Regions from separate parts of the Mus musculus genome. Here regions 1 and 3 are each linked to region 2. The links are chromatin contacts, called in public HiChIP or PLAC-seq and promoter capture Hi-C maps. All regions are on one chromosome and are shown on one strand. Each heading gives the region's core, a stretch centred on a gene start, on an enhancer-like site or on the middle of the called end of the contact. The rest is flanking DNA. Distances are from core to core; before and after follow the strand shown.

Region 1 (3,927 bases), core at 827-3,326, 2.8 Mb after region 2:
TTGAAGATATCAATAAGCCAACAATCAAAGCTACAAAATATCCATAAATCTCCATAAATCAATAACCTATTAGGGTATGGGACTCTACCTATGCAGCTATAAGGAAGCCAGTAAGGAGTAAACCATGCTTTCCTTCAGTAAGCACTTCCCCTCCCCCATGCTCTGGAAGTCCAATAATTTCACTGGTTCCCCACAATGGAAAACAATTAAAATAAATAACCTACCACTGACTGAACAAAACAGCGACACGATTCAATTTCCTAATTATTTTACAAACAATATCTGAAGTAGTCTAAAGATAAATAATGAGGCCAAAAACATTTCTGGCTTTAAAAAGTGTTGGGCTAGGGGCTGGACTGCTCTTCCAGAGGTCCTCAGTTCAATTCAATTACAGATGGCTCACAACCATCTGTAATAGGATCTGACGCCCTCTTCTGGTGTGTCTGAAGACAGTGACAGAGTGTATTCACATAAATCTTTTTTTTTAAAAAAAGTGTTGGGCTAACCAGGCACAGGCCTTTTACCCAGCACTTGGGAAGCAGAGGCAGGAGGATGAGTTTCTTTGAAGTGGGACCCAGTCTCCTCTATTCAGGAAGTTTCAGGGCAACCGGAATTACATAGTAAGACTATCTCAAAAAAGAAAACAAAAACATGTGTTGTACTTTCATGTTTAAAGACAAAAGACTAGTTAATGCAGGGACATTTCTGGCTTTCAAAAGTGTTAGTATTTTCAGTTCCTCAAATGTCCCAGCTATTGGTCCTAAACCATCTCTTTAGATTCGCATCGGAATTCCCTCCTTACACCCTCCTCTATCCTACCACAGCGACACTCACTGCATGGTACAAGATGTTCCCTCCGGCTCAGACATCCTCCCCTAATTTAAAACTGATTGATCCTTTTTTATCAGCGCCGCGTCACCACCTCCCAAAAATAACTAAGCATAAATTAATGGCTCCGTTACCCAGCTTCTCAGAAAGTACTGGCTTTACTTCTCTGTACACATTCCTTTGATTTTCTAAGAGAATATTCACACATCTGCTTCCACATCAAACTGTCAAATTTCTGACATCCTTAGCTTGTTACCTCTCTCTAACACCGAGACACACACTTAGAAAGGACGGGTTTAGTGACTTAGTGTCAGCGTAAATTTTGGCTTCTTAACCGGGAGCCAAGAAACAGGGATTCTGTCTCTCAGACTCAAATTCCTTCCCGTCTTCTCTGGTTACTTTCCTTATGGAATCTGGTTGCTTCTCAACATGTTTCTAGCTCTGTTTACTCTTGTGCAGCATAAAATAAGCGACTACCCAGAAAACTTTGGCAACTGGTCAAATCTGCCTTTCCTTCTCTCTTCCTCCTGATTCTCCAACACCTAGCTCTCAAAGGGAAAAAGATAGAACACCAGGACACAAGTGATTAAAGGAGTAAACTACCAGATTTTCTGCCGGAATCATTTAGTGCAAGCACCACAACACGATCCAGCCGCCTTGGAGATGCCTGTATCGCGAAGGCTGGGATTGGCAGGCCTGCGCTGAAGCGGCCTCCGTTAGGAGCGGCCCGAAAGCGGCTGCCGTCATTCAGGGCTTTCCAGGTACGAACTGCCGACGATAGCGCCCGGGGGGCGAGAAAGTCGGCCTCCCACGTCCGCCTCCCCGCTCCCTCCCCGGGAGTCCCCCGGGGCAAGCCGCTCGAGCGAGGCTCTCCGGTCAGAACAAGAGAACTCGGAAGCACCAACAGCCAGCGCGGAACAAAGCGCCGGTCCCGGAGTGCGAGAGGACGCCATTACGCGGGCAGCGGCCTGCGCCGACGAGCCGAGCAGGCCTCGCCGCGCGGCCTCGGTCGAGACCAGAGATGCCACGCGAAGACGCAGAAAGCCAGGAGAGAGGGCCGCGGCTGGCTGGCTGCCGAGGTCGCGCGTGGGAAGGGAAAGGCCGCTTACCTTCGTGAGTCTTGGCGATCTTCGCCATTTTGTCCACTCGAACACACAGACGGAACTGGCGCTCCCAAGGACTTCCGCTCGCCGCCGCCAGAAACAGAGGCCGCTCTCTGAGCGTGCGCACCCGGGAGCGCGCGCCGCACTGTAGCACGTACTTCAACTGCCACCTATATGAGACTGCGAGGGGCATTATGGGAGTGGGCGGGGCCAGGGCGGGCTCCCGGCGGCTTCCTTAAAAAGCCAGCGAAACCGCGGGGAAGACTAAACGCGGAAGAGGATGGCTACTTCCCAAGAGGGCTGTAGCCTGTCCGGCCAGTGGTGGGTAACGTGCCGTTAATTCAAGCACTCGGAAGAGAAGAGGCAGTTCGAGGCCAGCCTGGTCTACAAAGAGAGTTCCCGAAGCCAGGGCTGTACAGACAAAGCCTGTCTTTAATAAAACCAAAGGAGCCTGGCAGTGGTGGCGCACCCCTTTAATCCCAGCACTTGGGAGGCAGCGGCAGGCAGATTCTGAGTTCGAGGCCAGCCTGGTCTACAGAGTGAGTTCCAGAACAGCCAAGGCTACACAGAGAAACCCTGTCTCGAAAAAAACAAAAATAAAAAGTAGAGAGAGAGAGAGATTAAATTACACAAAATAGAATTTAGCCAAAGGAACACTGCCTCCAAGACACCCAAAAAATAAACAGTATGCTAGCCAGGCCTGTTAGAAATAAAGTTTATGATGCCTAAGATGTTAATGTTGGTTCACCAGTATTGACCAGCCATTAGATACGGTAGAATACTTCTCTTAACAGGCAGCTCAAGGGAATAGTATAGGGTCACAAGCAATGTTAAGTCCTGATCTACAATAAAGCCCAGTTCTTTTCTTGAGAGAAACATAATTCTGCCAAATGGGTAAGATGACCCCAGGTAACAACTATTTGAAAAAGTACAACACTGGTGCACTTAAAATAATTCTGGCAATAACTGATGCCTAAATGACCAGGCAAATAGGAGTGACCTATTGACCAGATTTTCAGCCTTCTGTCTCTGTTTAAGTTGTACTAAATGTAACCCAGGGTTGGGACCTAAATTACAAATTTGAGGATAACCTCATATTTGGAGAAAATAAGCCTAAGGTGTCTCTAAGTTATCAAAATGTATTCAAGGCTGGCCCTACCGAGCATTAGCCAGAGCCAGCTGTGCCAGACCTTTTTCCTTTATTATCCTCCAAATGTGCAGGATGCTTTCTCACTGGGAAGGCTTATCATTTCTATAACAGATTCAAAGGAGCATTTGCTGCATTTGTGGTAATTGTAGAAGCTAAATACTTCCTGGAGTTCCAGAGTAATGATAAACATCACTAAAAGATCACCCAGAATTGTCTTGTGAATCCTCTTTTATAAAAATAAGATTTTTTCATGCTGGGCGTGGTGGCGCACGCCTTTAATCCCAGCACTCAGGAGGCAGAGGCAGGCGGATTTCTGAGTTCAAGGCCAGCCTGTTCTACAAAGTGAGTTCCACAGGGCTACACAGAGAAACCCTGTCTCAAAAAACAAAAACAAAACAAAAAAGATTTTTCTCACCACAGCCTACTTGTCTGTATGTTTGTTCCTGAAAGAATACTAATATGGTTCAGGACAGGAAGGAGAGTATTAAAATGAGTCCGAGACGGCTCCCTTAGGCTCCTTATTTGGGGAGGTTGTGCAGCCTTGCAGAAAGAGGAAGTACATCGCTGGAGACAAGATTAGAGTTCCTCGCCTCAGTCTACTTTCAGTTTGCTCTCTCTGCCGTATGTCTGCGGCTGAAGATGACCTCTCAGCTTCTTGTTCCCACCAACCTGCCCGCACACCCACAGACACACTTTGGGAAAGACCATTCTCACACTGTGATAGCAGAGTCAAGAGACTAGTAAGAGCAGAGCAGGAAAAAAAAAAGAGCAGAGCAGGTTTACTTCTTAAAGCAATGTAGTTGTTTTGTTTTGAGACAGGGTCTCGCTGTGTAGTCTCTGGTGTTG
Region 2 (3,953 bases), core at 497-2,996:
TTTTTGTTGTTGTTTCATTTTGTTTTAAATAACATTTTCACTCTGGGAAAATAACCAGGAATGTTTTAGGAAGGTACCCACATCAATTACAGGAAACATTAAGCAGGCCTGAGATTGAAGTCATAAAATTCACACTTTCAGTTTGACTTAAGCTACTGTGCAGAGCTGGAAGAGAAGTAAAATGCAAAACAGGATACACCATATCAGTATAAAGTCAGAAAAATAGGATACAGAAAAAGCCTAAAAGTCAGTGTTTACCTAGTTGGGGAAACTATATTACACAAAAGCATTCAGCAAAGAAAACTCAATTTTGCTCTTAGGCTAAATTCCCACCCTATATACACAATGAGTCAACATCCTATCACAATCAAGTCCCTAAAACTACTTAGATTTTGTGTATTTTATGTCACCTTATTTTTGTGCTTTTAAAACAATTTTATCCTTTAAAAATCTGTCCACCGCACAGAAGACATCAGACAAGCCATCACTGGTCCCGATAGGAACAGGTGGTCCATGCTGCGTTCCTCGTCCTCTAGGCCACATGTCCCTATTCCGCCTAATCTCATTTCTGAAGCATTATTTCCGGTGGCCCAGATGGCTCTACGCACGCCAAAACGATCCACCTCAGGAGGATTAAGAACCCAAGGCCACATCTGGCATCCAGTGGGATGGTGGTGGAGGCTTACAGAATGGGGGAACTGCGGCCTGGCAAAAAGGTGAATCGGGAAGGTAGAAGCTCCGCTCTACGCCCGACTCCTCAATGTCACTCGGGAGAGATGGAGGTTCGCGTGGCATCACCCTCGCAGAGCCGGGGCGCTGAGCACGCGGCGCGGCCGGACAGCAGCCTCTGCCCGGCAGGGGCTTCAGCAGGCAAGACCCTCCCGGCGCTCACCCGTCACCCCGGGGCGACTCGCGCCGGCCACGGAGGGGAAGTGGGAGCAGGCGAGGGGCGCGGGCGGGGCCGGGCCTAATCACATGGCACAGCCGTCGCAGGCCGCCTGGCATCGCTTTCTTTCTCTTCCGCGAACCTCCGTTGCTAAGCCGCACCGCCACCGCCCACCGCCCAGGGCCCGACCCCTCCCCTCAGCCTCACCCACGCAACTCACTTGTCGCCCGCGGCCACCATCTCCTTGCCCTCGCTGTTGCCGAACGCGTCGGTCTCCCCCGGGCTGTCCTTGGGGCCCGGGGCTGCGGGTGGCGACGCCCCTGGCTGCTGCTGCTGCTGCTGCTGCTGCTGTGGCGGCGTACCCCCCTTCCCCAGCTCCTGTAGGATCTCCGAGGGCGAACTGGACAGGCCGCCCGCGCCGGGGCCCTTCGCGCGGCCGCCCCCGCCCCACCACGGGTGGAGTCGCGCAGCGGCCACCAGGCCAGCGGTCGGCCGGCTCCCGCCCCGGGGGCGCCGGCACAGCGTGCCGAGGGGCTGCGCGCGCCGCAGGACGGCTCCGACGGCGGCGGGCGGCCTTAAGAGCAGCTCCCGTAGCATCGCCGAGCCTCGCAGCCGCATCATACCGCCGGCGCCCGCTCGTCAGATGAGGATGCTTGGGGCGTGGGCGGCCGCTCTGCTCCCGGAACCGTGTCCCGCACGGCGGGGAGAGGACTGGAAAGAGAAAAAGTCCGGGACGGGGTGTGGCCCCAGCTCCGCCGCTCCCGCCGCCAACGCCGCCGCCCTCGCCGCCGCCGCCGCCCAGCCTGCAGCCAGCCGAAGTTGCTCTGGCCGCCGCGAGCTCCGCACTGAGACTGACGCTCAAGGGAGGGCTGGAGACATACCAGGCTCACCAACCGGGGGCGGGAGGACGCTGACGGCCTGCCCCCTGCAAGCTCTTCCATTGGCTCAGCCTGCCGACCTCTCTTCTGATTGGCTAGAGAATCGGTCAAATTTGTCTCCGCGCCCGTACGCAGTCCCGCTGGGTCCTGGAGGGCGGGGAGAAGGACGACTGACGTGTGTCAGCCCCGCCGACCGCTCTTCCCCCTTGCCTCGGGCCACCTGAGGCCAAGCTGGGCGAGGACCCGTAGCTCCGGAGTCTGGCCATTCACCAGGCAGGTGCGCTCCAGGGAAGCACGTCCTCCAGCTATTGAGGAAGCTGGAGTGCGCCTGTTCAGGCCGCCCAAGGCTGGAGGGAGGCTGGCGGTGGCAGATCGTCTGGTCCAAACCTACTGCTCGCCCCCTCGGTTAGGGGAATGTGTCCGCCCCTCTGAAGGCATCGGTTCTGCCAAGGCCGCCCTGACTAGCTTCATCCCTCTCCCAAATGTGCTTAAAACTTTCCATGGTTGGCTACTGCCCAGAAGCGAAATGTTTTGGAAAAAATGAGCAAAATCCTTTCAGCTATGCAACTTAAGACATTTAGAACGTTTGAGCGTAGGAACAACGAAGAATAGAGAAAAAGCCAGAGTAAGGGTGGATCTCTTCTATCTTCTACAAGATTTCTCCAAATCTTTTGAACGGCGATTATTTCATTAGTACCAGTTGACTTGAAAGCAAAATACTGCAGATCCTTTTTCTATTTTAAAAGCCATTTTAAAATAGAAGCATCTGAATACCATGTCTCAAAACTGTTTCAGCACAGCATCACCTCATCCATGTATCCTTTTAGATGTGTGTGCATCATATGTTTCCTGAGTCTGCACACATATACCACTCAGGACTAAAACCGCTTTTTAAACCATTTCCTGAAACAGATAGGCTTAAATGCATAGATTCACCAAAGTTAGCAGGATATGTAATTCACCAGATTTAGTAATCCAATCAATCTGTACATGTTGAACGAGATTAGTAACCAAAGAATCTGACTGTGCCTACAGGCTTGTCATGCTCAAGTTTTTGTTTTGTTTTCAACCTGCTCTTTAGATAAAAATAAAAAGTGTGAAGGAAATGACCTTGTGGGGGGAAAAAAAGCCAGAATTTTATATTACTTGGGTGGCTTTTATTATTGCTTAAGGTTAGTTTGTCAAAAATATTAATATTAGTGAATCAAAGTTATATATTTAGGAAAAACAATACATTCTAGGGGAGAGATAGCAAATGTTACCCTTAATAATATCTAACTTTGTCTTTCTAACTTATGGGTTGCTTTCAAACCTTAGTGTTGTTCAGTTTCTTACAAACTAGTTATCTGTTTTTACTGCCTCTTTTCTCTTTTTTCTCAACCCCATCCAGACTACTCACCAATCCAGTCAACGTTTTCATGCCAGTTCTTCCTAGTTTCTTCCATTGCTCAATGAAATGACTTCTGATGATTAAAGGTTTAAACACTTTCTAGTATATTTAACAATTAGGAACTTAGGATATGACTCAGTGGGTAGAAGGGCTCCCTGCTCAAGCATGAGGATCTGCAGGTCCGACCTCAGGCACTTACCTACAAACCATGCCTGGAGTGGAGACAAGTCCCTAGGACTCAGAGCTAGTCACGCTAGCTGAATTGGTGAATTTTAGAACCTCTGACCTCCACACAGAGGAAAGTGAGCTGCACATATGTGCATGCATGCAAACAGACAAGAATAGAAAAAGAAAAAGATAAAAGTAAAGAAAAGACATGCATTGGTAGACTATTTTTAGAGTTTCTACTTTTCAGAATGAACTGATAAGAAAGGGCAAATGTTACTTCTAACATTTGGAAGACCTGAGTTTACCAAGGTTGGACATCTGAGGTAATAATAAAACAACTAACAAGAAAGCTACAACAAATCAAAACTATTACAAACTGAATAGAAATATGGCAGGAAACTTTGATTCTTCTAATCTTAGATATTTTTATCTTCAACAATATTTATTCATACAACTTTGGAAACTGTGTTTGCATTATATTAAAATTAACCATATCACCTGTTATCCAAACTACCAGTATCAAAATACTTTATACACATATAATAATCTAAGGAAATACCTGCAAGAAGAAATGTTCTGCGTGTTAGGCCGTCAGAGACTCTCTTGAACTTCTACTTTGCTAAGTAGGATG
Region 3 (3,661 bases), core at 108-2,607, 2.8 Mb after region 2:
GCCAAGAGTTCTACATCTTGACTCAGAAGCAGGTGGGAAGAGATGCCCTTTTCCAGGCAGCCAGGAGGAGGGTCTCTTCTGCTCTGGCCAAAGCTTAAGCTTTGGACCTCAAAGCTCACTCCTACAGTGACTCACCTCCTCCAACAAGCCCAAACCTACTCCAACAATGCTACACTTCCTAATAGTACCACTTCCCATGGGCTAAGCATATTCAAACCACCACATACAAGTCACATAATTACCCGATAATGCAGTACACATTAGTTCTATCTTCCCTTTTGGAATATGAGCTATGTGAGGAGACAGACTCATTCACACCTCCAACATCTAGTAAGTCTTTCAAAATATATTATTGCCTATGTTTAACCAACAATCTCATTTATTCCTCAAGCTCTGCTAACCAAATGCAGCAGGCAGGATGGCCTACTGGGTAGAACTTGCTGTGCAAGTCTGATGACTCAAATTGAATCTCCAGGAACCCACATAAAGATGGAAGGTGAAGAGGTGACTTCACAAATGTGCCGTCTGACTTTCATAAGCCAAACACACATCACACACGTACATTCATATAGTAATAAAATATAATTCTATTTTTTAAAAAACTGTATTAGAGTCAGTGAGATGGCTAATCATTTAAAAAAAAACAATCGCTATGCAAGCCTGTTAAGTGAGTTCTTATTCCTTAGACCCACATGGGAAGACTCTGACCTTCACATATGCGTTTGTTACGTGTGCCCCTCCCTTATATGTAAGTCAGGACCTCATCCAATCCCTGAATGTGGCAAGCAAAATTGTTGCTTTGTATAGAATGAGAAAAACCTGGATCATAAAGGCAACACTACACCATATCTTGGCCACGTATGAAGAAGGCAGCTAGAACTGACAGGTCACTGGGCCTGTTCGGGGCGGTATGACCCGAAGTTGCTCTCTGAACAACACCTCAGGGTCAGCACAGCAGGTACCGTTTGAGATCGTCAATACACAGTAAAATCTGCCAGGCTCGGCAGCAGGAGCGAAAACACGCTGGGCCAGCGCTGGGTGGGGTGGGTGTGGGAGGCAGTTACATAATTAGCCAGCTCCTGGGCTTTCCTCCCCCGGCAGGGCGGCCCTCACGAGCCGAGCCTCGAGACTCGACCCCAAATAGCTCCAGGAAAAAACCCGGACCGTAGGTGAACCCAGGAGTTCGTCACGAAGATTACATAAGTGGCAGACTCCTGGCAGGAGCAGAGCGTGTCCCGGAGATCCGCGCCCCGATTGGCTGTCCCGAGGCGGCACTGGACACGTGCGTCAGCCTAGCGTCAGCGTGGCGTCATGGGGTTGGGAGGGACTTAGTGGGAAGAGGCGTGTCCAGCTGCTCAGAGGGCTCCCGGATTGGCTGAGAGGCGCAGGAGCCGTCCCTCCAGGCCGGCCTGAGGGCGGCGCCTCGTTCCGGGTGCCCGCGTTGGCTACCGGCTTCACAAAGATGATCATGGCAGCTCGGACCAGTCAGAGGGCCCTGGCGAGGGTGGCATCGGGGTGCCATCCGAAGTCGACCACCGTGACGGAAGCCCCGGCGCGGGGGTCTGCGCGCGACGTCAGGTAGCGAGCGGAGGTTTTCCGGGCGGCGGGTTCGGGACGGGCCTGTGGCCGGGGCGCTGACCCTAGTCGGCTCCGGAGACCCGGGGCGCGGCGCTCGGCCGGCTGGTCTGCGTGCACCTCATATTATCGGGGTGAGTCAGCGACGAGACGGCCGTGGGAGGACGGACAAGCAGCCGGGTCTCCGGCTCCCGCCCTTCCGGTCTCCAAGAGGTGGGCGGCGGCCGTCGGGAAAGTTTAACTGCGCCCGAGAGCGCCGGCTCCCGGGCCGTGGGAGTGCGTGTCCTGGCGGTGAACCGCTTGTCAGACGCTCTCTCACTTGCTGTGGAGTTCTTTGACCCCGGCCACTCAGCGCTTGCAAAATGAAACACAGCCAACAAAGAGGACCTGTTGTTTTTTTCACTACACTGTAACTTTGAGGTCCTGTAACCTTGAAGATGGCTCTGTCCTCGGTTTTCCTGCTTGGTCCTTTAGGTGGAGATGAACCTAGAGACCTGAAGGACACTATAAGTCTACAATGCAGTTTTCTATTACAAATAAGACTGTAATAAAGTATTCTCAAAAATTAAAATTAACTCAGAGTGGCGGCTCACACCTGTAATTTTAGCAATAAAGTCAAGTAAGTATCGCGGTGGGTTCAAGGCCAACCCGAACTACAAAGTGAGCCCCTGTCTCAGGACCAAAAGAAAAGAAAATTGGTATTTGAGATGAATCAATATGTATACATTACAGAGGAGAAAGTCCAACTCTTGCCTGGGTTTCAGAACATTTTGGTTGAATGAAGACTTTAAAATGTCAGCCAAGAGGCCAGGTCTGGTGCTTTGGAGGCCAGCCTGGTCTGTGTAGCTAGTTGCATATCAGCCAGAGCTACAAGGTAAGATTTGTCTCAAAAACAAACAGAAACTAGCAGCCATGCTTCATCTCCAAATCTTACACAAACATGTTGAAACTGTGAAATCGGGTAGTTTATCCTCAAAAGATAGCTTTTCAAGCAGGACATACTGCTTATATTACTGATTAAATGTTGCTTTGCTGCTTATGGTCCGAGGCTCATGCTCAGAAAGTCCATACCAGCCTCAGCCTGGGAAATACCAAGTGACTGGATCTAAAAAAAAAAAAGGCAACAAAAATGGTATATAAATGCATAAAAGTATTACATTATCTTGTGTTCTGGCCTTTAATGTAATATGTTATTTGAGAGAGTAGTTTTGGAATATTAGTGATTACAAAGTCTGTTTTCAATATGTTACAGTACTCACTTGTTAGCTTGACTGTGTATGTAGCTAGTTGTATGGGGCAGTTGAAGGGAGAGGTGCTGGATCTAACCCAGGGCCATGAACATGTCAACCAGCTCTATCATTGAGCTCTCAACCCCTAACGCTTAATAGTGTGTGAAATAGATGTATTGCCCAGAGCAGTATAACCAAATAGGCATACTGATCAGGAAACCTGTTAATTTGTTTTAAGCATATGTGGTTTTCTTAGGAGTATGATCAGGATTAGGTAAGGGTATCTTGTGGGGCTTAAGAAACCAATGTATGAATTTGTTACAAAACCTGGTATTGTATATAAATTTCCCACTCAACTTGACTCTAAGTTCTTCTCTTTAGGAACAGGCATCTTAGTAATTTTTGTGTGTCTTTCTTCTGGCAGGAATTCAGGGCCTTATGCATGGTAGGCAAATGTTCTGCCTGTGAGCAACATTTTTTTTTTTTTTTTAAGAGACAAGAGTCCCATGGTGTAGCCCTGACTGGCCTGGAACAGGCAGAGATCCACCTGCCTCTTGAGTATTGGGATTGAAGACAAGTATGCCATCATACCTGGACCCTCTATTATCTAAGAACAAGTCTCATATATACCTTCAACTCCAGCTCCAGGAGAGCCAAGGCCTCTGGCCTTCTCAGTCGCCATTACTCACAAGCACATACCCATACACAGACACATGCTCATAATTACAAATAACATTTTAAAAAGGCTTATTATCTAGGTTGGTTATGCATGCCTGTAATCCTAGCACTGGAGGAGACTGACACACAGGATTTCAAGGTCAAGCCTTTCCAGGTCTACACAGAATGAGATTCTGTCT

The links. HiChIP or PLAC-seq counts read pairs in DNA pulled down with a chosen protein or histone mark. Capture Hi-C pulls out chosen DNA fragments and counts their contacts.
Region 1: a promoter capture Hi-C map of adipose tissue shows a contact between it and region 2, with 5 times the contacts expected there. The contact joins the promoter of Sf3b1 here to the promoter of Gls in region 2. A contact is called at or near these places in 1 of 39 promoter capture datasets (erythroid cells), 1 of 484 Hi-C or Micro-C datasets (LSK cells), 1 of 115 datasets of contacts at active chromatin or transcription factors (astrocytes) and 2 of 9 other capture datasets (adipose tissue and liver).
Region 3: an H3K27ac HiChIP or PLAC-seq map of thymic regulatory T cells shows a contact between it and region 2, with 10 times the contacts expected there. The contact joins the promoter of Coq10b here to the promoter of Gls in region 2. A contact is called at or near these places in 1 of 39 promoter capture datasets (pre-B cells), 2 of 115 datasets of contacts at active chromatin or transcription factors (astrocytes and thymic regulatory T cells) and 2 of 9 other capture datasets (adipose tissue and liver).

What each region holds. Positions count from the first base shown.
Region 1 is chr1:55,025,402-55,029,328 of GRCm38.p6, forward strand. Sf3b1 (splicing factor 3b, subunit 1) reads right to left here and starts at 2,077. Exons shown (of 25, transcript NM_031179.2): 1 at 1,938-2,077. The coding sequence starts at 1,965.
Region 2 is chr1:52,231,486-52,235,438 of GRCm38.p6, forward strand. Gls (glutaminase) reads right to left here and starts at 1,747. Exons shown (of 18, transcript NM_001081081.2): 1 at 1,107-1,747. The coding sequence starts at 1,507.
Region 3 is chr1:55,051,413-55,055,073 of GRCm38.p6, forward strand. Coq10b (coenzyme Q10B) reads left to right here and starts at 1,358. Exons shown (of 5, transcript NM_001039710.1): 1 at 1,358-1,578. The coding sequence starts at 1,463.